Linked DNA regions of Mus musculus: all the other regions are linked to region 1. The links are chromatin contacts, called in public HiCAR-type and promoter capture Hi-C maps. All regions are on one chromosome and are shown on one strand. Each heading gives the region's core, a stretch centred on a gene start, on an enhancer-like site or on the middle of the called end of the contact. The rest is flanking DNA. Distances are from core to core; before and after follow the strand shown. Region 1 holds the start of Usp28 (ubiquitin specific peptidase 28). Region 2 holds the start of Dlat (dihydrolipoamide S-acetyltransferase (E2 component of pyruvate dehydrogenase complex)). Region 3 holds the start of 1110032A03Rik (RIKEN cDNA 1110032A03 gene). Region 4 holds the start of Ppp2r1b (protein phosphatase 2, regulatory subunit A, beta). Region 5 holds the start of Bco2 (beta-carotene oxygenase 2). Region 6 holds the start of Pts (6-pyruvoyl-tetrahydropterin synthase). Region 7 holds the start of Nkapd1 (NKAP domain containing 1).

Region 1 (3,434 bases), core at 880-3,379:
GGTGGGTAGGGGAGTGGGGGTGGGTGGGTATGGGGGACTTTTGGGATAGCATTGGAAATGTAAATGAGGAAGATACCAAATAAAAATTTAAAAAAAAAAAAGAAAGAAAATGGGGCTAGAGAGACCGCTCAGTGGTTAAAGGCATACACTGCCCTTGTTGAGGCCCCGAGTTTGAGTCTCAGCACCCACATAAACGGTTTACTACTGGCGAGGCTTAGGAATTCAAGTTTCTTGTACTGACTTCTTTTGTTCTGTGATTTGGCTCTCCTGTGTGTACAGACACTGGACACACCTGCCTTTGATTGTATAATCAGTAATAACTTAATCAGTCTCTCTATAATTTTCTATTACTTTTTAAAACTTTATGTATAGGAGTGCTCTATCTGCATGTACAACTGAATACCAGAAGAGGGTAATAGACGGTAGATGGTTGTGAGCCACCATGTGGTTGCTGGGAATTCAACTCAGGACTCTTGTGAGTGCCCGACTCGCCAGCAAAGCAGATACCACAACAGGATCCTTCTGCACACGTTTATTGGGAGAGCTTGATTGCAGAGGCAAAAAGACCCCCACACCCAGAACTGTTGCTGCTTATATAGGCCTAGGAGAGGCGTGTCTCACACCCAGATTGGTTATGCTTTCCACCTCATTTGCATGTTCCTCATCTGATTGGCTATTCTCTCTCAGTACCTCACTGAGCCTCATTATCATACCTCATTTGCATGCCCCCCATCTGATTGGTTATTCTCTCAGTATCTCATGGAGCCTCATTATCATGCCCGGGCGAGGCAGTGACTTGGTGAAAAACTTTACTGCATATGTACACATTGGTTGTTTACCCAAACTTATGCGTGGTGGCCAGCGCCACCCTGCAACGGCACATGTGGCTTCCCACACACAGGACCTCTGGAAGAGCAGCCAGTGCTTTTTAATGCTCTTAACTACTGAGGCATCTCTCCAGGGCCCTCCCATTCTAATTTTATCAAGTCTAATGGTTCTGTCTTCAGAGAATCCTGACAAGGATGGACCTGATAGACACAGGTCCCAAATTTATTCCACATAGGAGACTAAGGCAGAAGTATAGAAAGTTCAAAGCCAGCCTGGGGAACTTAATGAGATCATCTCAAAGTGTTAAGTTTAACATGGCAGTAAAGACTTACCATCATTTGACCAGGTGGAGGCAGAGGACCAAGAATTTAAGGCCAACCACGGCTACACAGTCTGAGGCAAGTCCAATCCACGTGACATCCTGTTTCAAAAAAAACCCAAACCAATATCACCAACAATAAGAACCCTCTTCCCAAACATTAAAAGGGGTGGTAGGTGGCTTAGTGCATGAGCTAGAGTCAACACAGCTTATTACACACATGGCCTGAAAACGGGAATTTGGAACATGGGGCAACTGTTCAGGATTAAGACACGATGCTGAGCTCTGTGAAGGTCCTGGCCATTCAGTTGTCTTTATACAAACCACTCGAGTCAGTCTACGTTTCTCTTCGCGTCCCCAGATTAGGAAATGGCTAAGAGGTCTGGTGGGAAAATCTGTCAGCAGAAGGAACCCAGCAGCCTTACCAAGCTTATGGGGAGCTGGGGGCAGGCTGGACGCAGATGCAAGGCTCAGCAAGCGCGGGATGGAGTAAAAAAGGAGTCTTGGAAACCCAGAGGCCTCACCGCCCACTTCCTGGGCACCTAAGGCGGAAATAGCAACAGCTGGCGAGGCGACGCTGACCCCTTAGTTTGTGCCCGGCTGCGGTCACGTGGGCCAGAGCACGCGAAGACGCCCCGCCTCCGGCTCACGCAAACCAGGGGCGGGCGCGTGGGTGACGCCTCTGGCGCACGCTGCGGGCGTGAGCAGAGTGTATGGGCGGGGCCACCGGGGCTCTAAATTGGCGTGGGCGGAGCCTTGGGAGAGGGAACCTCGGCTGTGTGGGTGGGGCATGTAGGCGGGGTCTCCGGCGCAAGCCGCAAGATGGGTGGGAGTCGGCTGGCGGGGGTGGGGCATCCAGCGAACGCCGTGGGAGGAGCCTCTGCCGCGTGCTGTGGGTGGGGAGTGTTGGGAGCGGGCTGGCGTGGGCGGGGCTTCCATCGCGCGCCGCGGGCGGGGGCGGGACGTGTGGGCGGTGCCTCCCGGTGCTCCCGGGCTTCGGGGGCGGTGGTGGTGGCGGTGGCGACCGCGGCGAAGACGACAACGAGAGTGGGGCTACACGCGGAGGGACACCACGGCCATGACTGCGGAGCTGCAGCAGGACGACTCGGCGGGGGCGGCGGACGGCCATGGCTCGGTGAGCGGCGGGTGAGGGTAGCGGGGCCCGGGTTCCGGCTGAGAGGGGCGCGGCGGGCCAAGCGGGCGAGGGCCGACAGAGGCCGGGGCCTGCGGGCTAGGGCGAGAGCAACCCGGTCTTCCCGGGACTTTGCGAGGCTGGGTCCGCGAGCCTGTGTGAGGTTGCCTGGGTGTATAAGCCAGCTAAGGTTCCGAGCGGGATTGTGGGACCCGGTGCTAGGGACCCTAACGGGAGGGGTTGCACGTGAGATCGTAGGCAGCGAGGTCACCCCGAAGTGTGCACCGGGCCCGACCCAGCAGCTAAAAACTTCCCAAAAGCACGGCCACGGTGCCTTGTTCTGACTCTCAAATCAGTTTTATGGCAGTGGCTTCTCTGAGGCTAACGCAGACTTAAGTTATCTCACTTAAAGCCGGCGTTTATCAACAAAGTGCAAAAAAGACCCGGAGCCCCACTCCTCCCTTTTCCCGCCCCGCTTTTCATTCAGTTCTTTTTTTCCCTCGGAAACAAATCAGCTTCCCGAATTATCTCATTGATCACTGTAGGTTTTGAAGGAGGGGAGAGAAAAGCACAATGAATAGAAGGCACTTTACTATGTTCCTAGTAATATAAAAAGGTTGAAAAATATTACAAGGCTCTTAGGGCTTAGATGGTGGGCCTTTAGTAACACTGATTTGGAAAAAAAATCAAAAGGCTCATAATGTCTTTTAAAGAAACTTGGGAAGTGGGCAATTTGAGACTGTCATCCAGTTTTACTTTGGAATGTTATAACGTAACACAACATCCTCGTCCCTCAAGAACTGCACTTTTTAAATGACAAAATGGAAAACCTATACCAAGGATTCAAATACCGAGTTTGCAGTCGAGAAAATTTATAAAATATTTAGAATAAAAATTTGAGATACTGCTAAGAAAAACTCTATAATTAAATTCTATAATTAATGTCTTCTATAGTTAAATTTTAATAATTTGAGGTGCTGAGGATCAAGCCTAGGGCCTATCGCATGAGATAATCAAGCACTACACCCCCAGACTACAAGTTTAAAACATAGCAGGCTCTTTAAAATTCATGTAGAAAAAGATATCTCTAAGTCTTGGCCTGTAAAATGAAAGTAGGTGGATTTTTTTTTTTTTTTTTTTTTGGCGATCAGATAA
Region 2 (3,735 bases), core at 800-3,299, 1.7 Mb after region 1:
CACTTATAGTTAATGACACGTTTTCAGAGTACAATAGCCACCCATAGAGAAAAATGACAATAAAATAATTAATAACAAGTCACCAGGAGCCGGCACTCAGAGGCTGAGTCTTACCTGCATATGAGTAGGATAGGAGCTACCGGGAGCGCTTGCAGAAGGTGCCGCTGGGGCAGCAGCTGGAGCTGGGGCTGCAGCTGGGGCTGCCTGTGGGGCAGCTGCCGCCGCCAAATCCAATGTATAATTTTTAAAGGCCTCAATATCCTGAGGCCTGAAGAAAAAGAATACATAAATATAGAATTTATAAAGCAAATCCAATCCCTAACCTCCCAGCGAGTCCTCACATGTCTTTAACTTCCAATCTGAGTTGAAATGCTTTAAAAGCAACAAATGTTCACAAATTACAAAGATTTTTTTTTCTTTTTGTTTTTACTCACTTTTCAACTGTGATACAGATGATGGACCCAACTGGAACATCTCTGGTCCCTTCAGGAACAAGGATCTTGGCCATATAGCACTCCTCCAGGCTCTCAAACCCAACAGTGGCTTTATCAGTTTCAACCTGTTAGCACAAAAGCACTGGCTTAGGTTTGTACTGCCAAGAGGCAGTTAACTGGAATGTGTCTAGAAATCCATACGAAGATAAAACCCACTACCACAGACTTGAAAGAACGGTTTAAAAACATTTTGGGTAGAAGCTAGGCATTGCTAACATTGTAACATTGGGGGTGGGGGGGGATATCTCTGAGCATTGCAGGCCAGCCAGAGTTACACCGTGATCTCAAAAACAATTTAGCTAGCTGCTGACAACGTAGCTAACCAATCATCTCTAATAAATGGGGAGGTGGGAGGGGAGCTGCTTCTTAAAGAGAAAGAGGAAACTACCTACCAGAAGGCTAAGCTTTAGTCTATTCAGCAAAGCCACTCCCTTAGGTAAAATCTGCGTGTTTTAAGACTTACCTCTGCAATTAGATCACCCTCACTGATTTTTTCCCCTTCTTTTTTTTCCCAGCGGGCTATGGTGCCTGCCTGCATTGTAGGGGAAAGGGAAGGTAATGGAACCTGCAGAAAAAGAAGCATACATTTAAACAGGCATACTTAGCCCTCGGCGTGCTTTCATTCCACCCAAGTTCATGCAGAGTATTTACTGAGTCACATTTCAAACTGTTCACTGGAGATACAAAGGGAGATCTAGCACTCCAGAAATTCATGACTTTCAGAGGCAGGTTGATCCTCCAGTCAGTCTAGTGGATCTGAGAAAGCACGTGAGACTTCTCAGACCTTTTGCCCATAGCCGCAGGCTTAGACCTCTTTCAATAGAAAAGATGCCCACTGGGAAGGTCTTGGGCGAGGGACCGTAATAGATCTGGGAGGGAGCTGGCTGTCGGAGGCCTCTCAAGGAGGATTCCCCACGCCAAGGAGCGGGCTCTGAAGGACAACAGGCTCCAGGGTGGGTCACTCACCTTCTGATGCGGAGGGAGGCTGTAAGAGCGGCGGCTGGGCGACCCCAGGAGTTGTCGCAGCAAGCGGTTACGCGGGACAGTGCCGGAGCCGGAGCTCCAGCCGCACAAGGAGCGGACCCCATAGCGGGGGATCCCACTACCGCAACGGACCGCAGCGGGGCCAATCCGCGGGCTCCCGCATGGGGCCCCGGGGCCTTCCTTCAAGGCCGCCCACCGAGCCCTGAACCCATCCCTGGGCACAGCACTCCGCGCCCTCCGCGCACAGACGCGCCACATTACTGCCACCGACCCCCACGCCCCAAAGGCTCCGCCGTCTCCGGAGTGACCTCTCCAAGAGCAGCGCGGCTCTGCCGTCAGCCGCGCACTGCGGTCGCGCAGTGTCGTAAAAGCGGCTGCTTGGACGGGCGACCGGAACGTAGGGTTTCCGTGCCCCTCTGCGGGGGGGACGCGTCGGAGACACCCGAGAGGGACGGGAGGCTGCCGCTTAGGATCTGCGGTGACGAAGGCGCTGCGAGGCAGTGCGGGGGCGGTGCACGTTTGGGAGAAACGGGAAAGGCCCTAGGAGAGGTGTCGCAGAGGATGGGAAGTACGGACCAGGGCCGCTCTAAGGGACCCGAGAGTCGGACCGGCTGCAGCCTGAGGGCAGGGAGGCGGTGCCAAAGGGAACGACCGCCTTTGCTTTAAGAAAAAGCTGGGGAAAAGAGCCCGGGCTGACAGTAATGCAAAGCTTTAGGTCGATGGGTGCGGGCGCACCTTGGAAAGTTGGAGAAAGGAAAGGCCCTCGAGTGACGGGGGATCAGGGGGTGACCCTTGGCTGCAGAGCCCGCCCCGTGCAGGCTGTCCTAGGTCCCTAACCCACCGGAAACGGGAGCAGCAGGGTTTTCAGCCAAATGATGTGAAGGGCAGCCAAGAGAAAGGTACATTTTCACATTTCCAGTTAGTCACAGAAGACTAATTATATTTCCTCTATAAAGATACTTGTTTGTAAAAAGCAGTTTTATTACCCCCAGATTTCCACCGTATCCTCTTAAATAGCGAAAATATTTTAACACACACACATTCCTTTAATTATAGCATTACGGAGACAGAGGCAGGTGGAACCCTAGATTCCAGGACAGCCTGGTTTAATGCTGTTCATTGCCAGGCCAGCTTGGGCTACATACTGAGATTCTTTTTTTTTTTTTTTTTAAAGAAAGGTTTAAGATACAACTTTGCGAAAGTCGTTGTCGTGCTGTCCCGCAGTTCTGTGAATTCAATAGGAAAACAACAACAGAAACCTTTCTTAAACTATGGAGTAACAATGTGGGGTCAAAAGAAAAAAAATGGCAACAGTGAAAAGCTGCCGAACCCAGCCGCGCCAACCTAGGTTGTTTCTCACTACTGCTGCCTACACTGAATCCTACCGCGTCGCTGCAGCTGTGGCTGTGAGGACACCCGTGCCCTTTGTACTGCCATGCCCTCGGTGTCACACGAGGCCAGCCAACACTGCCTGAAACACCTTGGCACAGATTCCCCGTGTATGGTGTGATTCGCACTGGTTTTACTGTACAAAGTGTTCTGCTCTCACGTGAGCATAATGATTTAATTGCAGAAAGACATTTCCCACAGTTATCCCTTCTATATAAACATTATAGTAGTATAATCTTTAGGTTGAATTGTTATGAGTATTTGGATTTTAAAATTGCCGTGGCTGATTTGAATTTCATAGAAAATCAATCAGTGAATTTTGGTTTGAGATTAGGACTAAATTTTCCAGTAAATGTCTCCCTAGATTTTCCTATTCTATGTATATATATAATATATATATATATATATATATATATATATATATATATATATATATATTAAATTATGACATTATTTTCTGTGTATATGCTAACCAACTCCATCTCTCCAGACCAACACTGAGCTATCTTGCCAGCTCATATGGTACATATTTATCTGAAGCAGCATCCTCAATATTGACAACTATAAATCAACTCTATGTATTGTAGTAACTATTTAAGCGATTTTTTTTTAGACTGACAGCACAGTTCACACGGGTATCTCATTTATAGGACTAAACTATGTGTCCATCCTAAAAGAATGTCTATTGAAAATGGGTATAGACACAATGTAATTTTTTTTCAGTCACAAATAATGGGGTTTGTCATTCACAAAATGGATGCAACTTAATTAAGCAAATTAACTCGGTCTCAGATAAATATTGTATATTTTCCCTCATTTTCTATCCTAGTGTCACTGAGCAGCATCAACACTTGGTGACGTCACCTTT
Region 3 (3,976 bases), core at 1,408-3,907, 1.8 Mb after region 1:
TTTTGTTCATTGTTTTATATATCCTCTCAATCAGTAGTTACCCTCCCAATGAATAGTTCTTTGCACACAGCAGATAGTAAATATCTGTATTTTAAATTGTTGGCAAGCAATCAAAACCCCAACTTTTTGTTACTAAATAAGCCTGGTCCTTGGACTTAGGAGCAAGATGGTACCTGTATTATCGACGTGTAACTTGATGGTGAATACAGTGATTTGCTGGAACATCTCAGAGAGTAAAAGCGATTTCTATATGGCAGTTCCATGTTCGTTAATGATGTCTCCAAACCTGACCTTTCAAGTTCTCCAAACAAAGATCACCATCGACAGATGACCATGGTTTGAGAGACACAACCCAACTGCCTTTTCACAGGGAAACCCAATACTACAGCAGTGAAGGATGGGATTGTAGGTGACTGCCCTCACATCATCTACCTTTGTGAAGGTATATGCATGATGTCACCAAACAGCATGACTTGGGTATGTGGATCCAGAAAGCCCAACAGGCCTAGTGTTTAGAGGTGATACTGGCCATAGCCAGAAGGACAGACATCCACTCAGTTATCAGGGACAGAAAAATAGGGCTGGTGTTTTTTTTTTTTTTTTTTTTTTTTCTTTTTTGGTCATTTGATCAGTCAGTCACTAAGTCCTGCTGATTTCTGAATCAGTCCACTACTTTTCATCTTCACTGACAATTTCCAGTTCAGACCACTGTCTCTTTTGTCCCTTGTACTGCAGGCAGCCTTTTATCAGGTTTCCTTGTCATCAATCTTATTCATGACTAATCCTTTTTCCATAGGAAAGTGGCTTTTGAAAACAAATTATATTGTCTTCAAAGTTTAAATAGTGGTTGCTGTTTTTAGAACACCTGGATTTTTCTTTTTAAGATTATTTTATGTATATGACTACAGTGTAGCTGTCTTCAGACATATCAGAAGGAGGGCATTGGATCCCATTACAGAAGGTTGTGAGTCACCATCTGCTTCCTGGGAATTGAACTCAGGACCTCTGGAAGAAGAGTCAGTGCTCTTAACCACTGAGCCATCTCTGCAGTCTAGAACACCTGGACTTTTAAGTCCTATTTTACAAGTTAACTAGACTACCTTTGACTAAGAAAACTACAAAGTTAGCAACTGCCGCAAACAACAGGTGGTGGTACAAGTCAGCTTCCCAGAGAGTTCTCCTTTTTGAGTACAGTTTGGGGTCTGTGCTCTAACTTGCTGGGACCACTCATGGCAGTTTAGTCTATAGGTCACTTTCTCCCATATTTCTTTGCAAATTCTTGAGCATCCTTACATTTTTTTATGGTCTTTTGAGTATTCTTTAGCTAGGTCAGCCCAGGGTGGGTTCTTGAGATGGGAATCATTCATTAGTAATGAGAAATGGAATACTTGGCCTTTTTCCGAGACAGGGTCTCTCTGTGTAGCCCTGGCTGTCCTGGAATTCACTCTGTAGACCAGGCTGGCCTTGAACTTAGAAATTTACCTGCCTCTGCCTCCCAAGTACTGGGACTAAAGGTGTGTGCCACCACAGCTGGCTATACTTGGTTATTGTGGTGGCTGGTTTTCAGTTTTTAGCTAACTACTTCCAGATAGACACGCCCATCTGATCAATGTTAGAGTGCTAGATTGTCTTTTCAAACGTGATTTTGGGAGGAAAGTTGATTTTTCTGAAGGTCACCTGATCAGGATTGTCAAGGACAAAAAGCCCTTACCAAATCAATAAAGTAGCTTCATTTTTTCTCAAATGAATTCAAAGTTTTTCATTTTACATTTTGAGACCTCCTGCTGGCTGTCATTTAGTGGCTTTCTATATTCTATAATATATTTCTATATTCTCAGAATAGGGTCTAGGCTATTAAATGGTTAAAACACTCAATTTGGTCTGGCTTCCTTTTTAACTCTACAGTGTCACCTGCTAGTCCGTCTCCCGGCCAACTGTGTTCAACCAGTCAAACATAACTTTTTTTTTTTTTTAACTATGATTTTATGAACATTGTTCCTTCTGCCTTTTTAATCCTTTTTACCTAACTAAAACGAGCTCCCCTCCCCCAACTAGCTTTCAGCTCAGGCTAACTTCAGGGAATCTATGTCTCCCTTCCCCAGCTTCGTAGGGCTTCCCCTTGTGTATGCTTCATTCATAGTATCCCGAATTCCTTCACTCACGGTGGGTACACACCCCATTCTATTCGAGTTGCCTCTTCTGCTGTGTGCATTTGTCATCTGACAGCAGGCAGGCCACTTCCAGTTCATCCATACACCTAGTTGCTCTCACAGTGCTATGGAACAAGACAGGCGTTCAATGTTACTTCTTGAAAATAGGATATATAAACACCTGGAGATATGTTGAGTGGTTGAGAGAACAGGAGACAGCCATGTCAGGAGATGGTGCAGTTACAGCGTCCTGAGCCTCTGGAATACGCAGGACTCGTCTCACCCCTCAGTTAGTGACAGTTATGCTTCAAGCAAGAATGGCGAAGACGCTCAGGGCCGTCCGTGTTGGGCCGTCCGAGTACTGAAAAGAAAACGAGCCTTTGGAGGCGCACAAAGGTGAAGGGGCAAGGCCAAGAGCTCCATTTTACTTCCCCGCTCGAAGCTCCCGAGCAGTAGCTCCAAATGTTTATCCTGGTAACAAGCTGTTGATGCGTCATCACTTAGTGCCGGGTGGAGTGGGGAGGGGAGGGAGACGAGGCCCACGCGAAGGAAGTGACGTAAGAAATGTGCGCCCCGGAGAGCGCCGGCAGGTAAGCCGGAGGAGACCATGCTTCCCCGGCGCCTCCTGTTGGTCGGGGAGGGGAATTTCTCCTTCGCCGCTTCTCTGATCGACGGCCTGGATCCCAGCGTCAGTGTTACCGCTACCGGCTTCCAGCACCGGGCGGCTCTGGAGGGAGATCCGGTAGCGCTAGAGAACCTAAAGCGCCTGCGCGAACGAGGTAGCAAGTCCCAGCCCGCCCCGAGGGCCCGCCCGGAGCGTAAGGGTGTGGCTCGCGCGGGGAACTCGAGGGCGCCTCCTGGGGGCGCTCAGGCGGATGCGCGTGTGTGCTCAGGTCTGGGCTGGGCTGCATTGTTGGCAACCCAACCATGCATTGAGTGGTGGTGTTTGTCCAGGTTTACAGATCTTAAGACGTCTTTTGGTCTCTATTTCACGCCTTTAAACCTTGCCAGGTGTCGAAGTGCGTTTTGGTGTGGACTGTACCCAGCTGTCACATGCCTTGCCAGCCGACGATAGGGATTTTGATCGAATTTATTTCAACTTCCCGCACTGTGGACGAAAAGCTGGAGTAGCTAAGAACAGGGAACTGCTTGCCAAGTTTTTCCAGAGGTGAGGCAAGACGAGTCCTGGCATAGAAAATGTTTCCAGGTTCCCATAACCAAATCACTGCACACAAACTTTGTCGTTGGGGAAATAAGTTGCTAGAATACACGAGGAAAGAAGATAAAACCCAGAGAAAACCATAATCTTGTCTTAAAGATTTACGTATAACCCTAGATGTTAAAGTATAAATTACAAGGAAAAGGCAAGTTTATTTTTCAAAAATTAGTGTGTGTATGAGTGTGGCGGTCAGAGAACAACTTACAGAAGCGGGTCCTCCTTCCATCGTGTATCCAGGAGATAGAACTTTGGCTACTAGGCTTGGTGGCAAGCACCATTACCCAAATTGTGTGTGTGTGTGTGTGTGTGTTTTTAAATATGGATATGGGTGTTTTGTCGGCATGCATGTCTGTGCAACAGTTGTGTGCCTCCTTAGAGGACATTGGTTCCCCTGGGACTAGAGTACTGATTGGTGTCGCCATCATATGGGTACTGAAAATTGAACTTTTGAACAGCTAGTGCTCTTAACTGCTGAATCTTTCAGCCCACCTCAAAAAGGTTTTAAAAAATGCAAATCGTAAGAGTCAGTATAGCTTGATGACGACAAGATTGGATTTAAGAGTCACATGGCCTAGGTTCAAATCCTAGCTCGCTGCTTACCAGTTAA
Region 4 (3,949 bases), core at 104-2,603, 1.9 Mb after region 1:
AGTTACTGGAACCCACTTGGTAGAAGTAGATAACCCACTCCGCAAGCTGTCCTCTGACTACACTTGTTCAGTGGCTCATGTGTGTACATACCACACATATACACAGTTTTTGTAATTAAAAAAGATAGCCACCCCAGCAGTCCAGACCATGCCTTAAGTAAGTGAATCTAAAAATTATCAAAATAAAACGAGAGTCTTCAAGCATTCATTCGTGGACAGAAGTTGAAAAAACAAAAACCGCAAACTGAAGTCTGTTGGTTCTCAAGCTTTGACTATGAAAGGCTATCTCCTAGTAGGCATCCCATGCTTTAAAAAGAAAAAAAAAAAAACTTACCTCCTAAGTTGCATTTATTAATGACAATTTCCTTAAGGCACAAAATAGTGTCATCTGAGAACTTGTGACAGAGCTACCAATCTAAGTTGCTTATATCTAAGTCGAAAGGAGAGATAGTTACTTTGTGCCATTCCATAGGGCAAGTGGAACATTTTCCATTAAGTTCTGTGTAAAAAGGCCCAGGCCCACCTCCTCCTGGAGTCCTTTAGGGGGACTCCTGGAGGTCTAGGGAGGCCAGTTTACACCCGCACCGAACTGGGGTGAGTAAAACTGGGCCCAGTTATGTTAGGTTGTTGTGCTTCTTGGTAAAGAAGGAAAAAAAAAGAGAAGACAATACAACAGAAGGCGCCATTCCAGTACCACACTGAAAAGAAACACAAAAACAAGAGAGCAGCATGTTTTGAACAGCTTGCGTGGAAAAAATATTGACTGGGGAGTTTGGACAGCACTGTTCATTTTCTCTCACCGCCCTCATTATTTGTCTTAAGGAGCAGGAGCCAGCCACGATTTTGGCAAACAGGCCAGAGGAAGGTGTGTGTGTGTGTGTGTGTGTGTGTGTGTGTGTGTGTGTGCGCGCGCGCGCGCGTGTAGAGGCTTGTCGCCCAAGGGGAAATTAAGACCAAGACCCAGTGGCTCAGGGCCAGCATGAAGCCTGGGGGTGGGGGTGGAGGTTGGGGTGGAGGGGGAGGTGTTAAAGCTTCTTCCTCCTGGCCTGTCTCTGAGTTCTACTTGAGGCTCGGCATCCATCATTAAGGCCCGTCTCCTTCAGAGCACAGCAAGGAGACGATGAATCCCTGCCCTTGTTTCTTTCGGCTGGGGAAAGGATGCAGGGGTTCCATTGGTTTTTTCGGCCCGCCCTTCTTCTGGAGTTCAGACCTCCAGTTCCAGCAATGGGGGTCAGGCCGGAGCCTCCACGCGCAGGGAAAAAACTTGATTCCATCAGTTCCTCGGAGCCGGCTGATTGGATTTAGCCCCGCCTGTTTGTGTGTGGGGCGTGGCCTGAGCGCGGGGCGTGGCCTGAGCGCGGGGCGTGGTCTGGGCACGGGGCCTTCGGCGGCGACCAGCCAGAGGAGGAAGAACATGGCGGGCGCAGCAGGGCCAGGGTCCGGTCCGGGGGCAGCGGGTGGAGATGGAGACGATTCGCTCTACCCGATCGCGGTTTTAATCGACGAGCTCCGCAATGAGGACGTGCAGGTACTAGGCTGGGCTGGGGAGCCGAGGCGAGGGCGGAAGCGCACATGGTAGGGAAGCGGAAAGGCCGGCTCAGCCCTGGGGGCGACCCCCGGGGTGGCAGAGTCGTATTCAGCCCCGGGACGGAGGCGTGGGGCGGCGGGTGCGCGGTGGTCCGTCTCAGCTCCGCTGCCCTCCTCCGACCCTCTGGGGTGGTGGCGTCCATCTGCTCCCGGCAGTGGGCGGGGAACCGGTTCGCACCTCGGGTGGACCAGCGCAGGCGGGCTGCGGGGCCGCCGGGAGCGGAGGAGCGGCCCCCGGCCCCCGTTCCCTTTGAAGTGATGCGGAGTGTCCGTCCCCGGGCAAACTAGCTGGGCTGGTTGGGTGGAAAGAGCGCGGCGGCTGATTAACCCAGATGAGTGGTGCATCAGTTGTGATAGAACTTTTCCCTGAAAAGGGAGGAGTTGTGCTTAACCGTTTCTTTCACCCACTTCTCTCCATCCAGAGTTCTCTCTTTTCAGACCCTCTCATTGTCCGCGTGTTTTCATTCATTCGTTTCTTCCCCGGCCCTTCAGTGTTCTCCCTAAGATAGCTTCTGGCTAATGACGTGTTAAACGGTCCTTGAGTTTTCCTAGGATTAAGATCTAAGTGAAAGGCTCATTCATCATTATACTGTGTCCCAGTATCTCACCTATTTGCTTCTTTGACCAGAATTGCAATCATCTCTTTGCTTTGTTCTCCCTCCCACTTTGTTTTTAAAGCTCCGTCTCAACAGTATTAAGAAGTTATCAACTATAGCTCTAGCACTCGGGGTAGAAAGGACTCGAACGGAACTGCTGCCTTTCCTTACAGGTTTGTGTCCCTTGAAAGATACACGCTCCATTTCTATTGGCTTTTAAACTATTTTTATTTAATTTTCTTAGTTTGTTACCTAGAGTAGCGATAAGTACTAGACTGAGCCTTGCCTTCTGCAAGGTGTATAGAAATGCTACATATAGTCAGACATACTCAAACATAAACCGTGTAGCTAGTGGGAAGGTGATTGATGTGAAATATGGATTTCTTTGTAAATGATTTATTTTATATGCATTGGTGTTTTGCCTGCATGTGAAAGTGACAGATCCCCTGGAACTGGAGTTATAGGCAGTTGTTAAGTTGCCATGTGGGTGCTGGGCATTGAACGCTGCTTCTCTGGAAGAGCAGCCAGTGCCCTTAACCACTGAGCCATCTCTCCAGCTCCAGGATGTGAGTTTCTTAATAATTGTGTGAAACATTCAGGAAGACTTGTGGTAGTCATCTATAAGATGGAACACAGCTCCAATATAGCTCCAATATAGGAGCTAGAGAAAGCACCCAAGGAGCTGAAGGGGTCTGCAGCCCTATAGGTGGAACAACAATATGAACTAACCAGTACCCCCGGAGCTCGTGTCTCTAGCTGCATATGTAGCAGAAGATGGCCTAGTCGGCCATCACTGGGAAGAGAGGCCCCTTGATCTTGCAAACTTTATATGCCCCAGTACAGGGGAACGCCAGGGCCAAGAAGTGGGAGTGGGTGGGTAGGGGAGCAGGGCGGGGGTGGGGGGTATAGGGAACTTTCGGGATAGCATTTGAAATTTGAAATGTATATAAAGAAAATATCTAATAAAAAAACTGACAAAAAAAGACTTGTGATTTAGAGAGGGATGAAAATGCTTTTAGGATTCTAGTTGCAACCGCTCTGTGAGAGCCAGCGCAGTGGCCCTTGCCCCTGTGGTAACCAGCTGTTGTTGTTTTCAGATACTATTTATGATGAAGATGAGGTGCTGTTAGCTCTCGCCGAGCAGCTGGGAAATTTCACTGGTTTGGTGGGCGGTCCTGACTTTGCCCACTGTCTGCTGGTGAGTACTTTTCTATCGTCTATGCTCCTTCTAGAACTTTGTAGGATCAACAGTGCCTTTATTAACTGGTGATAGGCACATTGCAGCATTTTATGCAGACTTCTTATGGGCAGATGACAATAATAATACTAACAAGACTTAGATCTTACCAGCCGAATGTAAGCTTGTTTCTGCCTCTATAGACTTATTATTTCAGAGATGCGGAGGGAAAGAACTTGATTTGGTTCCCCTTTTTCTTTTGTTTGTAATTTTTTTTATTAGATATTTTCTTTATATACATTTCTAATGCTATCCCGAAAGTTCCCTATAACCACCCTGCTCCCCTGCTCCCTTCCTCCCCACTCCTGCTTCTTGGCCCTGGCATTGTTTGTATTTTTTGAGGCAAGGTCTTGTTTTGTAGCCTTGGTTCTATATAGAACAGGCTAGCTTTGAACTCATAGAGATCCTCCTGCCTCTGCCTCCAGAGTGCTGAGATTAAAGGTATGCATCACTATGCAGATGAACTAGACCTTAAAGGATGACTAGAAGCTGACCAGCTGACAAGGCAGGGCTGTCTGTTTAGGGGTTT
Region 5 (3,663 bases), core at 246-2,745, 1.6 Mb after region 1:
AAGATGACTCTGTGGCTTACATATAAATTCCCCAGGCTCAAAATTCTGCACGGGTAACTCTGTCTTCATCAGTCTCTCTCCTGGGACTACAGATTTTTTCCTATCCGAAGCCCATCTTCCTCAGCCCTGGTACCTCAACTTCTCCTTCCTATGTGTCACTTCCTGCTGCCTAACTCAGGCCCTTGACTCTTTCTTGGCAGCCTCTCAGTTGAAGTCTGGAAAGAGAAACTTAGTGAGATGAGTTCCTGGAGCCACTGGACCATCTTAAGGGTTAGAGACCTCAGACAATTGCCTCCAGCTCTCATCAGGTCTAGAGATTCTAATTTATCTGGATGAGCGGGGAAGATGCTTTTCCACCAGTGCAATAATGTGAATATTAAATCTCCTACATGTAAATCTGGCTGCATCATTCATTCCTCCATGTGAATTCCATCCATTCAATCACAAATCACTTGTAATTGTTGAAACTACCTGAGCAGGCGAGGCACTTAAAGACCTCGTATGGCCCTCAGCCCACCCTAGCTGTTCACTCCAGCCTAGCTGGATTGCTCCCTAGTCTCATGACCATTCTATTCTCTTCACTTAGGATATTTCTCATCTCCTTCAGATGAAACTTGCATATGCAACTCAACCTTCAAGTTCCAATTTCTGGGTCACCTGCTTCTTAAGCACCGAATTCCCATTTCCTCGCTACAACTTCGGAGAGCTTTCTGGTGGCCCTTATCTTGCTGTCCTGTGTGATAAAAGGCCAGTGCACTTTACAACCTCTCCTGGCAGTATTCTTTGAATACAAAGTCTAGCTATACCTCCCCACTCCTAGCACCTAGCATGCTGCCTTACATACAATACAGCATACTATATAAGTTACTATGGTTAAATAACTTTATAATTAACTGTGCATATTGTTGCCATTTCTGGCAGTTCTATAATTAACCAATCACTGAAAATAAATCCTTGAAGTAGTAACTATAATAGAAAGCTACAGAACAAAAACCACAGGGTTTGAGACAGTTCCCCAGAATGCAAATAGGAGAACCAAACATTTGCATCCGAATACAAAGCAGTGGTTTTCAGCTGGGAAAACTCAGGATAGAGAAAAACCCTTTGAGGCATCCAGGACAAATCAGATCTCTGGGCTGAATCCTGCCCCAGTGCGTCACATTAGCTGACTGAACACTGGCTGTTCCCACAACGATGAGTACACCAATCCTGTGGTTGGTAAAACAAGCTTGCTTTCACTTCTCCCCTGTGGTGTGCTGCCTGCATCACACAAAGAGGCTTTGGAAGCCTGCTATAATCCTCAGGCCCCGGGCGCAGCAGTCCAACTGCAGACTGGTAAGTGGCCCAGGAAAGGAACGGGTAGAGGGGAGTCCCCTACCTGGGCGATGGTACACTGCCACAGGAAGAACCCTGCGGTGTCAAGAAGGCTGCTGAGGAAACGCAGAAACAGTTGAGAAATAGTATTTAACTCAGTTCTTAACTCAGGTCTTGAGATTTCTGAATCTGCAGCCACTGGCCTGATTAAGTAAATAATGAGCCTGGGTTGTCCCTGGCTCTGAGATCAAATGGGACTGGAGGGGAGGGAAAAGGAGAGGCGGGGCTCAAAACACTAACTTAGTCTCAGTTCTATGGCAAGTGTCCTAACCAACTCTAACCTTTGACATTAAAATTGGACCAATAATAGCCTCCCTCCTTAACCATTCCTTATTGGAATTTGCCCCCACCTGCCGCTAAGTCCATGGAACCAGATTCAGGGGTTCATTGTACAACTTCTCTCCTCTGAAATGATTCAGACAGAATGAAGTTTCAATTTAGACTGGCAGGCAATAGCTCACCCTTTTCCCTTTCCTCTCATCCCTTTTCTTTTACATTCATTAGGTGTTTGGGGTGGGAGGGGCGTTGTTTTTGGTTTAGTTTGCGTTGAGCTGGGTTTTCAAGACAGGGTCTTTCTGTATAGTCCTGGCTGTCTAGGAGCTCACTCTGTAGACCAGGCTGATCTCGAACTCACAGAGATCCACATGCCTCTGCCTCCTGAGTGCTGAAATTAAAGGTGATATTCATTAGTTTTATGAAAAGCATTCTCTCACAATAAAGCACAGACAGGAGACCATAAATACATATCACAGTACATAATTTTATTATTTTAACAAGTATCTTTGAGAACCTAAATAACAAACACTGCTTGGAAGCAAAAATAACAAAAAATGAGATTCAGCACCCCATTATTTTGTTATTGTTTTTTCTTTTCTTTTAATTCTAGCAATCTATGCAGAGCAGCTGGAATTCTCTGAGAGCTTAAGGACAGCCTGGCCTACAGAGTGAGTTCTAGGCCATCCAGGGTTTCATAGGTCCTGCCTCAAACAAACATGTAACTTGATGGAATGAAAATTTACAAGTTTACAAGCATCCAGGTAAAAAGATACTGCCTAATTTAAAAATACAAATTCCTTGTGGTGCCCTATTCTTATATTAGAAAATATACACAGAAAAGACCAATTGTCTATATGATAAAAAGTGGAGATAGATTTTTTTGGAGCCAACTAATGTTATATATTTCATAGACCATTTTTAATAAAATCATAAATGTGCTTTATTTGAATAGAGGAGGAATTTTTCATCTAAGAGATCCTCTGGACCAGCATTTCTCAAACCTGTGGGTCATGACCCGTTTGGGGTCAGACAACCCTTTCACAGGAGTCTCCTAAGACCATCAGAAAACACCGATATTTACATCCTGATTCATAACAGTAGCAAAATTACAGTTATGAATCAGAAATAAAAATAATTTTATGTTGAGAGTCACAACAACATGAGGAACTGTAATGGAGAGTTGCAGCATTTGGAAGGTTGAAAACCACTTCTCTAGACCAAATTCCACTTCATATTATCATAAGATAGGAGTGGCCTGCTGAAGCCATGTTTAAGCCATGATCTCCTGAGTCCCACATTACTAATTTCCTTTCCATATCATCCACTCTAACTAAAGCTTCTAAATATAATTCATAAACTTTACAAATCAATGTGGTTAATAGGTAAAAAGCCACTTGACAGCCAGACTTGTTGGAATATAACCTTAATGCTGATACTAGGTAGGGAGGTTGAGTCAGGTACACCATGAATTCACCTGGATTCCATATAGCATGACACTTAAAAAAATAAAAAAATAGCCAGGTTATAGTAACTTCCAGTTTTTATTTTTATCATAAGAAAATATTTTAAGCCAAATTTTTATTAGTCAAATATAATGGTTAAAAGTAAAAATAATCAAATGGAAATATTAAATAGTAGTAGCACACTTATATTTTATTATATGTTAAGAAACTGGACAAAATACCTTTAATGTTTTAATGTTCTTTTATAATAAAAATCAAGAAAAACACTTTAAAACTATCTCAAAAATCATCTGCTATTTAAACAAATATTGTTAAGCATAATCAAATTAACAGAGTCCTCTTTCATAGTTTAAGAAGGGCTAAGCAATTTAGGAGTAAACAATAAAGAAAAGAACATGCATATAATTTTTAATTTATATTTTTATATAATGTGCCAAATATTTGACCCTCAAAAGAAATATTACACACTTCATATTAATATCTATCTTAAAACTTCTTTTAAATTTAGAAAAAGTTACAGTTTAATATATGTTTTCTCTAGCAAGAAGAA
Region 6 (3,464 bases), core at 629-3,128, 1.5 Mb after region 1:
TCAGAGCCCTGACCCTGTCCCGGAAGCGTCTGGCTCCCAGCCCCCTCGTCCTTCTTCCCAACAGGCTAGGAGGGAATGTGCCCCTCCCTCACCTTTATAGTTGTGCCCGTGGCCATTCGGATTGTTGCATTTCCCAAACACTCTTAAGTTCTCTTCATCGCTCAGAGATGGGCTGACAGGAGAAAGATAGAGGTCAGCCCGAAGTTCAGACGTCCAGAAAACTCTACAATTTCATGTCACTGTAGATGATCAACTGGTTAGATCGCTTGCATATCATGATCCCCGTTTCTATCAAGAACCAACACTCCACTCTCTAATTAAACTAGATTACCACATAAATCATCCAAGACCTTCATCTCAACCCACTTAGTCCACAGTAAGATGTCAACAACTCTGCCCATAGTCAGCACTGTCTCTCCTGCCCTCTCTCTGTCGAGGTCTCCTCTATCCCTGGCTGGCCTCAAACTCACTAGGTAACTTAGCACGACTTCCAACTTCTGACCCTCTTGCCTCCACCTCCCAAGTCCTGAGATCTATGTAAGCAGGCACTGTGTAGTCAAGCACTCTACCTACTGTGCTACATCCCGGCTCCACCTTCCAATTCAACAAGCCCTGAGTATTAGCTATGGGATAAGAGATGAAGCAAGGAGCAGTGATAAGCACGAAGACATACATATCCTCCAGCGGCTTAAAAACGTCATTCCTCCTGACAAATAATGACCTCAGGCTCTTCTTTTCACAATCTTGCCCTCCTCTGCCTCAGCAGTTGCCTAGTGGAAACCTTACCAATGTGTTCCAGGACACTCAAGTCAGGTGAAACTTTAAACTTACTACACATGGCTGTCATTCCAGACAGAAAACAATTAGCTTAATGAATCTGTATCAGTCAACTTATCTGTGCATCCTTACTAACCTTGTGTGTAAGCTTCCTATTATAAAAATCCCTTTTGAGAGGCCGGAAGGATGGCTTAGCAGTTAAGAGTGCTTACTGCTACTGCAGAAGACCAGGGTTCAGGTCCCAGCCCACCCACGTGACAGCTCAGAAGCCTGTAACTCCAGTTTCAAGGAATCCTCTTTTGGCTTCCACAGACTCTTTCGTGCAAGCTGTGCACACAGCACACAAGCACACACAAACACAACTTTTTATTTAAATTCTTTAAACTCTTTCTTATCCCCTTCACTCTCTCCTACTGCGCACTTAGAGCAGTACAGCTCACAAGACTTTTGAAGAAAATTCTCACTGTACCCAACTTGACCACACGGAGGGGTGGGGGTAGAGGGATGACAAGTGTCAGCTGTTCCCTATGACAACCCTGTTGTTAGAAAAGGCCGTTCTCTGATGATGACATGCAGATCCAAAGAGCAAACCTTCAAGTGAGTAACGAAGCTCCCTTTGAAACCAACTCTCAGGTGCGGTCTTGTTTCTCTGGGATTCAATTCCCGACTGTGTTGCTCCTTTGGAAAGTATCAAGGCTGGTTTTACTTTTTTGGTAAAAGGGGGATGAAAACTACCTTGGGTTGCACCCGGTAGCCCATGCTCCTGTCATTGTACCTCTGGATGTGGGCAACCTCTGGAGGGAAACTCTCCAGAGTGGATCCTCCGGGATCGGAGCTATACCGCCCTCTCCCGGGTGAGTGCCGGTAGTGCAGCTCCGCACCTTCACCATTTCCTCTTCGGCCCGCCCCAGCTCGGCTCTAACCCACGCGCGTGGCCACGCCCCCCAGGGACATAGCGGGACAAGACCCGCGCGTGCGGTGACACACGTGGGCACACCCCACCTGTGCAGCCGGTGGCTCGCGCTGAAGGACACGAGGCGCGACAGTCGCGCGCGGCGACGAAGGTCACCCGCCGCGCTCATGGTCTTCGGACCGAAGACTCACAAGCTAGCGGTTCCGGCTTCCGGGACCGAGGCCAGTCCCGCCCCCGCGGCTGCGCAGTGCAAACTCGGCCCTCCCTGCCGAAAGCACTCCTGGGAGTGGTTTCGACTCGCGGCACCCTTCGGCCGACTTGGAGGCAAACACTAGCGCCCCCTGCTGTTCAGTCTTCGCTAGGCAGTCAGAAATACCTGGGGCCAGTGGGTGGGTGAGAAGCCAGAGGCCTGGATTTTTAAATTGCCAGGTTAGTTTGTGTCTTCTTCTTTCGCTTCATTTTTGACAGTCCTGGGTTTGACAAATCCAATGTCTGGGTGCCCTTATCAGATGTTCTCCAGCCCGGTACCACATTGAAAGTGTCCTTAACCAAAAAGAAACCCCAGCTAAGGATGGCAATGCACTGTCATTAGAGTTACCCTGCAGGCTGAAGCTGGGGCATTGATTTTAGGAGTCCCGATCTGTTCTAGGCAACATAGTAAAACACTAGCTTAAGTGGAAAATAAAGGAAAATTTTGACATCTCAATATCCAAGTGAGAGAATGTCATACAAAGAGACTTCCTCAAACCAGAGACAGCCAGAAAACAGATTCACCGTTCAGAGCCCTCAGAAGGAATACGCTGTTCCTGGTTTTAGATTCCTGGCTTTCAGAGTTTTTGAAATGGAAAGGTATTCCAGTGTAATCCCAACCGCTCTTGTGCAACATTTGCTGGTTCTGTGTTTAGATATTTGTCTCAGAAGGTTAGCTTCTATTAAATGTTGTCAGTCAGAGATGGCATATATCAGTGATCCCAGCACTGAGGCTGAAGCAGGAGGGTGACAAGCTCAAGGTCCGTCTCAAAAGGATAAAATCCTATACATAATTCAAATGGACACCTTTGGCAAGGCAGCCCCCACATCACCCATCCATTAATTAAATTTTAAAAACTAAATTAAAAAAAATGTTTACCCAAGTATCTTTGGCTGTCCTGGAACTTGGTCTGTAGACCAGACTGGCTTGGAACTCACCTGCCTCTGCCCCTCTGCCTCACAAATGCTCGGATTAAGGGCCTGCATTACCACCACAGTTAAGACCTTAATCCCAGATGCTTTAAGTATTAGACACATGTACTTCAGAACAACAAAATGGTCCCTGTTATCTGAAAATTCAGTTTAATGGGGGCAGTCCAACAAATAATATGTCAAGTGAAAAATTACCATTTCTGTGTCAGAGAGTAAAAGAAAGCTTCCAAGAGCAAATTAGTCTGAGATGGGTTTTAAGGAGTCCAACAGATGGGTAAATAGAAAATCCCAAGAGGAAAGAGTTTAAGCAAAGGAAATGTGGAAACGTAGCTTGCTTAATGCACAGTGACAAATTCTTGGCTACCTTGGGGTGCATGCAAAACGGAGGAGAGTGTATTGGAAATATTGACTGAAGACCAAGTAGTGGAAGAATTGTAAATGTCTTTCTACATATAACGGAAAAGAGACCCTGCCTTTCCCCTCCCATCTAGTTTTTCTCCAAGAGAAAGGAATTCCCAACTGTTAAAATAACATTTTCAGGCATAATGGAGTCTTGCTTGCCCAGATAAGTGTGGCCTACTCTCTGGTGCTA
Region 7 (3,617 bases), core at 98-2,597, 1.6 Mb after region 1:
CAGTTAGGATGAGTGAGGGTATTTAGATTAATTATAATACTTAAAACTATGCAAATGTTATGTAAATGTTACGATGGAGATTAAAATAATGACCAAAGTGGGAAAGGTCTGTACGTGATCGATACAGATACAATATGATTCCCCAGACATTTTCGGTTGGCCTTTTAACCTATGGGGATCCCCGAGTTTGGACTCTACCCCAACTCCTCAAAATCAAATTCCTTAAAGCCGTAACCTGCCCCCAGGCTGCATGGACTCAGGCAACGGGTGTGTTAGTGTCCCGGCTAGAAATCAAATCTCAAAACTCCCCAAAATTCGCTTGCAAAGATATAAACACGAAGATTTGAAGGCATCAAACACCACGTATGTCAACAGTAAAAAAATAAACTGAATTGTAAAAAAGTTTTTAGATGACCTAAATATCTCTACTCAGGACATTTTGTTTCCTACACTGTACGGAACTTTCCAAAACCCAGAAGACAACGATATTCACATGTGTAGCTAGCAGGGGCTTGGTGCCACTGTCCCGATGCTCACTCACCCCTCGATCCTGAGGAAATCAGGCATCCTGTTAGTGTGAGACGAAGAACCACTCCATTACAAGATCTCCTCCGACCCAGGAAGCCAAGGAGTCAGGGCTGAAAGGCAGCTCTGCAGCTTCACCCGAGTCCTTCGTGAAAACGCAGCCTTCCCACCGGTTACTGTGCCCTCCTCACCCGAGGCCCAGGCTACGGCTGCCTTCCCCCAGCCGAGCCCGCCCGGCGGCTCGCTCTCGGGGACCCAGGCCAGAGGAGGCGCAGGCGCGGAAAGCGGCCTGCGGGCGGGCGGACCGGGGCATTCCCCGCTCTCGCTGGGCTGGGCCGGCGCCCGGCGGCTCGCTTTCACTCCCGGGACAGAATGGGGACACAGGGCTTGGGCACGGCCTTCCGTTGGGCCCCAGGAAGTATCTAGAGTGCCTCGGGGGGAGCTTGAGGTTTCCAAGGGGACGTGGGGGAAAGCGCCCCCATGTCTGTCAGCGGGCTCCCTGCCCCGCCGCAGCCCCGGCGCTCTCGGCGGCCTTCCCTCGCAACGCCCTCCCGACACAAACACACACACACACACACACCCATACCGTGCGCCGCAGCCTCGCGTGGCGGGGTGGGAGAAAAGGTGGCGGCTTCCTTCCGGGCCGGAAGTCGTGCTCCGGAGAAACGCTTCCCTCCCACCGGAGACTCCCACAGAGCGGGCTCGCCGGTCGCCGTGGAAGCTGACGGGTGCAGGAAGGAAGGCGGCGCTCTCCCGAGAGACAAGCGGGACGGCCTGCGGAGGAGCCAGTCCGGACCCGGAGAAGAGAACCGGAACTGGATATAGAGACACAGCTCTACTTTGCGCTCTCCGGACCCAGTTAGATGGTGTACCGGGACTGGTTACCATGGTAACCGGAGTCGCAGTTTGTCGGCAAACTGAGAGAAGACGTGCGCGTTTCCCCCACGTTTGGATTAAGTGTGTATTCGTTGTTGATTTAATCTAACTTTAATATATAATTTGAAGACTCTAAACCTCTTTTTAAAAATATTGGGAACTTTCTCTTTTGCAGAAGGAGGGTGATTGAAGGAGGGCGGAATCTTTGACTATTGCTCTCACATAATGTTCCAGCTTTAAATATTAGTGTTCTTAATCCTTATCTTTTTTTTAAAGATTCATTTATTTATTATATACAGTGTTCTGCATATATAGCTCTATGTCAGAAGAGGCGCCAGATCTCATTATAGAATTGTGAGCTACCATGTGGTTGCTGGGATTTGAACTCAGGACCTCTAAAAGAGCAGTCAGTGCTCCTAACCGCTGAGCCATCTCTCCAGCCCCCTCATCTTTATTTTGAGTATATACACTGCTTGCTCAAGGCAACATAGATGTCTGAAGTTTGCAAGAACGTAAGCATACTGGCTCCAGTGCGCCTACTTTTAACTACTATACTGTCTGTCTATGTATCTGTCTCCCCCGACCCCAGTCTCTCTACCCGTCTTTCTTTCACGCACACACACACACCCCTACCTCACAATTCCAGGTCTGGAAGGCACCAAGTCAGCCAATATCCAACTATTGGAACAAAAGTCCTTTCTGTTCCCTCTGTATTTATGAAGACCAGACGGAAGTACAGGTACAACGTAGGAATTTAGGAAGTGGTTCTACTCACAGACTGTAGGAAAGCCAAGATAAAGCAGTATGGGTGTGCAATCTTTTAGTTAAGACCCGCAGCACACTTGCAAAAGCCTTCCTCCTTCCCTGAAAGAAGAAACAGGGCAGTAAATACCTTACATGCCTTTTCTCAAGTCCTGTCTCTCTGCAGGTTCCAAAGGCCTGTCTCATCACCATCATGACGGTGTCCTCAAAGGGTCTTCTTACCCACATTTCCCAGTTCTGGAATATGCTCGATGATTTGGCTGAAAATGACCCCGAGCGCTACCGGAACTTCATTCAGCAGGAGTTGAAAGATGGCAAACAGCTCTGTGTCAACCCAGAACCTCAACTCTGCATACAGACCAAGATCCTAGTATGTAGAACTGATGCAAGGAAGGAGAGGTCTTCAGTAAAACTACTCTGGGTTAGCCAGGGGATACAGTAGCCTTTTCTAGCGCTACTTTAACACAAGAGAAGTTTACTAAAACTCTCTGAACAGAAAATGAAACCACATGGAAGATTTCACTGAAGGAGTAAAAATAAGAAATTCATACTTGGTATTTTAGAAATCCCCTAATGCAACTTTATTGTCCTGATAGGTGGAAAATAGTGCTATAATTAATTAAGGTTTTTTAAATGTATTTTATATGTGTGTGGGTTCAAGAGAGTGCATGTGCAAGGACAGAGGATGACTGGGGAGCAGGCTCTCGCCTTCGATGAGGTGAGGAAAGAATTCAGGCCATCAGCCTGGAGCCAGGTGCTCTGATCCACTGAGCCATCAAACTGGCCCAGAGGCAGTGAATGTATGTTTGTTGAGACAAGTCTCTTTAAGTAGTCCTGACTGTCTGATGCTATGTAAACCAGGCTGGCCTTGAACTCTGAGATCCTCCTGCCTCTGCATCCTGAGTGCTGGGATTAAAAGCTTCCTGGTTCTGATTTAATAAGACTCAGGCCTGGAGACATTTCCATTTCACTGTTAGTGAAATAATGAAGTGGTGCTGTGAGGTCCAGAACACGTGGAGCAGTGCTAACTTCAGCTCCTTCTCCTGTCCAGTTCCTCTGGGAGAGAACAGCAGTTGGATTTAGAATGAAGAGCCAGAAGCTTTGGGGAGATCAAGTAACAAAAAAGTGTGTCTCAGTGGTAGAATGCTTGCCTAGCATGTGAGGCTCTGAGTTGAATTTGATTCCTGGCATAGCAAAATGAGTGAATGAATGAATGAACAAGCAAACGAACGAATGAACCAAAACTTTAAGAAAAGAACTTCAAGTCAAATAATTTGCTTGGAAATTCTGCAGGATGTCAAGCAGTTTTAATATAATCACTGAGTGAGTGACAGGACCCTCTGTCGTGGGAGGTCCAGCTGTGTTATAGAGCATTGCCTAGCATGTGGGAAGGCCTGGGGAAAAAAGTGAGGACTTGCTTTCAGGATATTGTCATTAAATCTCATTTGGCAACA

The links. Promoter capture Hi-C pulls out the DNA fragments that hold promoters and counts their contacts. HiCAR-type assays count read pairs that join an accessible place to other places.
Region 2: a contact with region 1 is called in a promoter capture Hi-C map of hippocampal neurons, with 3 times the contacts expected there. The contact joins the promoter of Dlat here to the promoter of Usp28 in region 1. A contact is called at or near these places in 5 of 39 promoter capture datasets (cranial neural crest, embryonic stem cells, hippocampal neurons and 2 more) and 4 of 115 datasets of contacts at active chromatin or transcription factors (cardiomyocytes, embryonic forebrain, embryonic stem cells and 1 more).
Region 3: a contact with region 1 is called in a promoter capture Hi-C map of pre-B cells, with 6 times the contacts expected there. The contact joins the promoter of 1110032A03Rik here to the promoter of Usp28 in region 1. A contact is called at or near these places in 6 of 39 promoter capture datasets (cranial neural crest, embryonic stem cells, erythroid cells and 3 more), 1 of 484 Hi-C or Micro-C datasets (B cells), 3 of 115 datasets of contacts at active chromatin or transcription factors (astrocytes, cardiomyocytes and pancreatic cancer cells) and 1 of 9 other capture datasets (liver).
Region 4: a contact with region 1 is called in a promoter capture Hi-C map of pre-B cells, with 8 times the contacts expected there. The contact joins the promoter of Ppp2r1b here to the promoter of Usp28 in region 1. A contact is called at or near these places in 2 of 39 promoter capture datasets (liver and pre-B cells) and 1 of 9 other capture datasets (liver).
Region 5: a contact with region 1 is called in a promoter capture Hi-C map of the C10 cell line. The contact joins the promoter of Bco2 here to the promoter of Usp28 in region 1. A contact is called at or near these places in 6 of 39 promoter capture datasets (the 3T3-L1 cell line, the C10 cell line, cranial neural crest and 2 more) and 2 of 115 datasets of contacts at active chromatin or transcription factors (astrocytes and epiblast stem cells).
Region 6: a contact with region 1 is called in a promoter capture Hi-C map of hippocampal neurons, with 5 times the contacts expected there. The contact joins the promoter of Pts here to the promoter of Usp28 in region 1. A contact is called at or near these places in 14 of 39 promoter capture datasets (the 3T3-L1 cell line, 3T3-L1-derived adipocytes, the C10 cell line and 10 more), 4 of 484 Hi-C or Micro-C datasets (B cells, CD4 T cells, CD8 T cells and 1 more), 7 of 115 datasets of contacts at active chromatin or transcription factors (cardiomyocytes, embryonic stem cells, extraembryonic endoderm stem cells and 4 more) and 3 of 9 other capture datasets (adipose tissue, embryonic stem cells and liver).
Region 7: a HiCAR-type map of astrocytes shows a contact between it and region 1, with 5 times the contacts expected there. The contact joins the promoter of Nkapd1 here to the promoter of Usp28 in region 1. A contact is called at or near these places in 7 of 39 promoter capture datasets (3T3-L1-derived adipocytes, cranial neural crest, erythroid cells and 4 more), 2 of 484 Hi-C or Micro-C datasets (CD4 T cells and muscle stem cells) and 5 of 115 datasets of contacts at active chromatin or transcription factors (astrocytes, embryonic stem cells, extraembryonic endoderm stem cells and 2 more).

The regions. Positions count from the first base shown.
Region 1 is chr9:48,983,256-48,986,689 of GRCm38.p6, forward strand. Usp28 (ubiquitin specific peptidase 28) reads left to right here and starts at 2,130. Exons shown (of 25, transcript NM_001359739.1): 1 at 2,130-2,282. The coding sequence starts at 2,226. Gm51673 (a long non-coding RNA gene) reads right to left here and starts at 1,874. Exons shown (of 3, transcript XR_003948157.1): 1 at 1,573-1,874; 2 at 1,161-1,249.
Region 2 is chr9:50,657,731-50,661,465 of GRCm38.p6, forward strand. It overlaps Dlat (dihydrolipoamide S-acetyltransferase (E2 component of pyruvate dehydrogenase complex)), which reads right to left and starts at 2,050. Exons shown (of 14, transcript NM_145614.4): 1 at 1,461-2,050; 2 at 958-1,059; 3 at 435-559; 4 at 115-268. The coding sequence starts at 1,736.
Region 3 is chr9:50,765,527-50,769,502 of GRCm38.p6, forward strand. 1110032A03Rik (RIKEN cDNA 1110032A03 gene) reads right to left here and starts at 2,658. Exons shown (of 4, transcript NM_023483.4): 1 at 2,332-2,658. The coding sequence starts at 2,373. It overlaps Fdxacb1 (ferredoxin-fold anticodon binding domain containing 1), which reads left to right and starts at 2,712. Exons shown (of 5, transcript NM_198675.2): 1 at 2,712-2,929; 2 at 3,162-3,318. The coding sequence starts at 2,758.
Region 4 is chr9:50,855,571-50,859,519 of GRCm38.p6, forward strand. Ppp2r1b (protein phosphatase 2, regulatory subunit A, beta) reads left to right here and starts at 1,354. Exons shown (of 15, transcript NM_028614.3): 1 at 1,354-1,528; 2 at 2,266-2,356; 3 at 3,281-3,381. The coding sequence starts at 1,415.
Region 5 is chr9:50,553,643-50,557,305 of GRCm38.p6, forward strand. Bco2 (beta-carotene oxygenase 2) reads right to left here and starts at 1,496. Exons shown (of 12, transcript NM_133217.3): 1 at 1,379-1,496. It overlaps Il18 (interleukin 18), which reads left to right and starts at 1,058. Exons shown (of 7, transcript NM_001357221.1): 1 at 1,058-1,335. Tex12 (testis expressed 12) reads right to left here. Exons shown (of 5, transcript NM_025687.3): 5 at 3,506-3,663.
Region 6 is chr9:50,526,778-50,530,241 of GRCm38.p6, forward strand. It overlaps Pts (6-pyruvoyl-tetrahydropterin synthase), which reads right to left and starts at 1,879. Exons shown (of 6, transcript NM_011220.3): 1 at 1,780-1,879; 2 at 93-172. The coding sequence starts at 1,859.
Region 7 is chr9:50,616,117-50,619,733 of GRCm38.p6, forward strand. Nkapd1 (NKAP domain containing 1) reads right to left here and starts at 1,348. Exons shown (of 6, transcript NM_212449.2): 1 at 1,112-1,348. It overlaps Pih1d2 (PIH1 domain containing 2), which reads left to right and starts at 1,205. Exons shown (of 6, transcript NM_028300.2): 1 at 1,205-1,482; 2 at 2,330-2,533. The coding sequence starts at 2,357.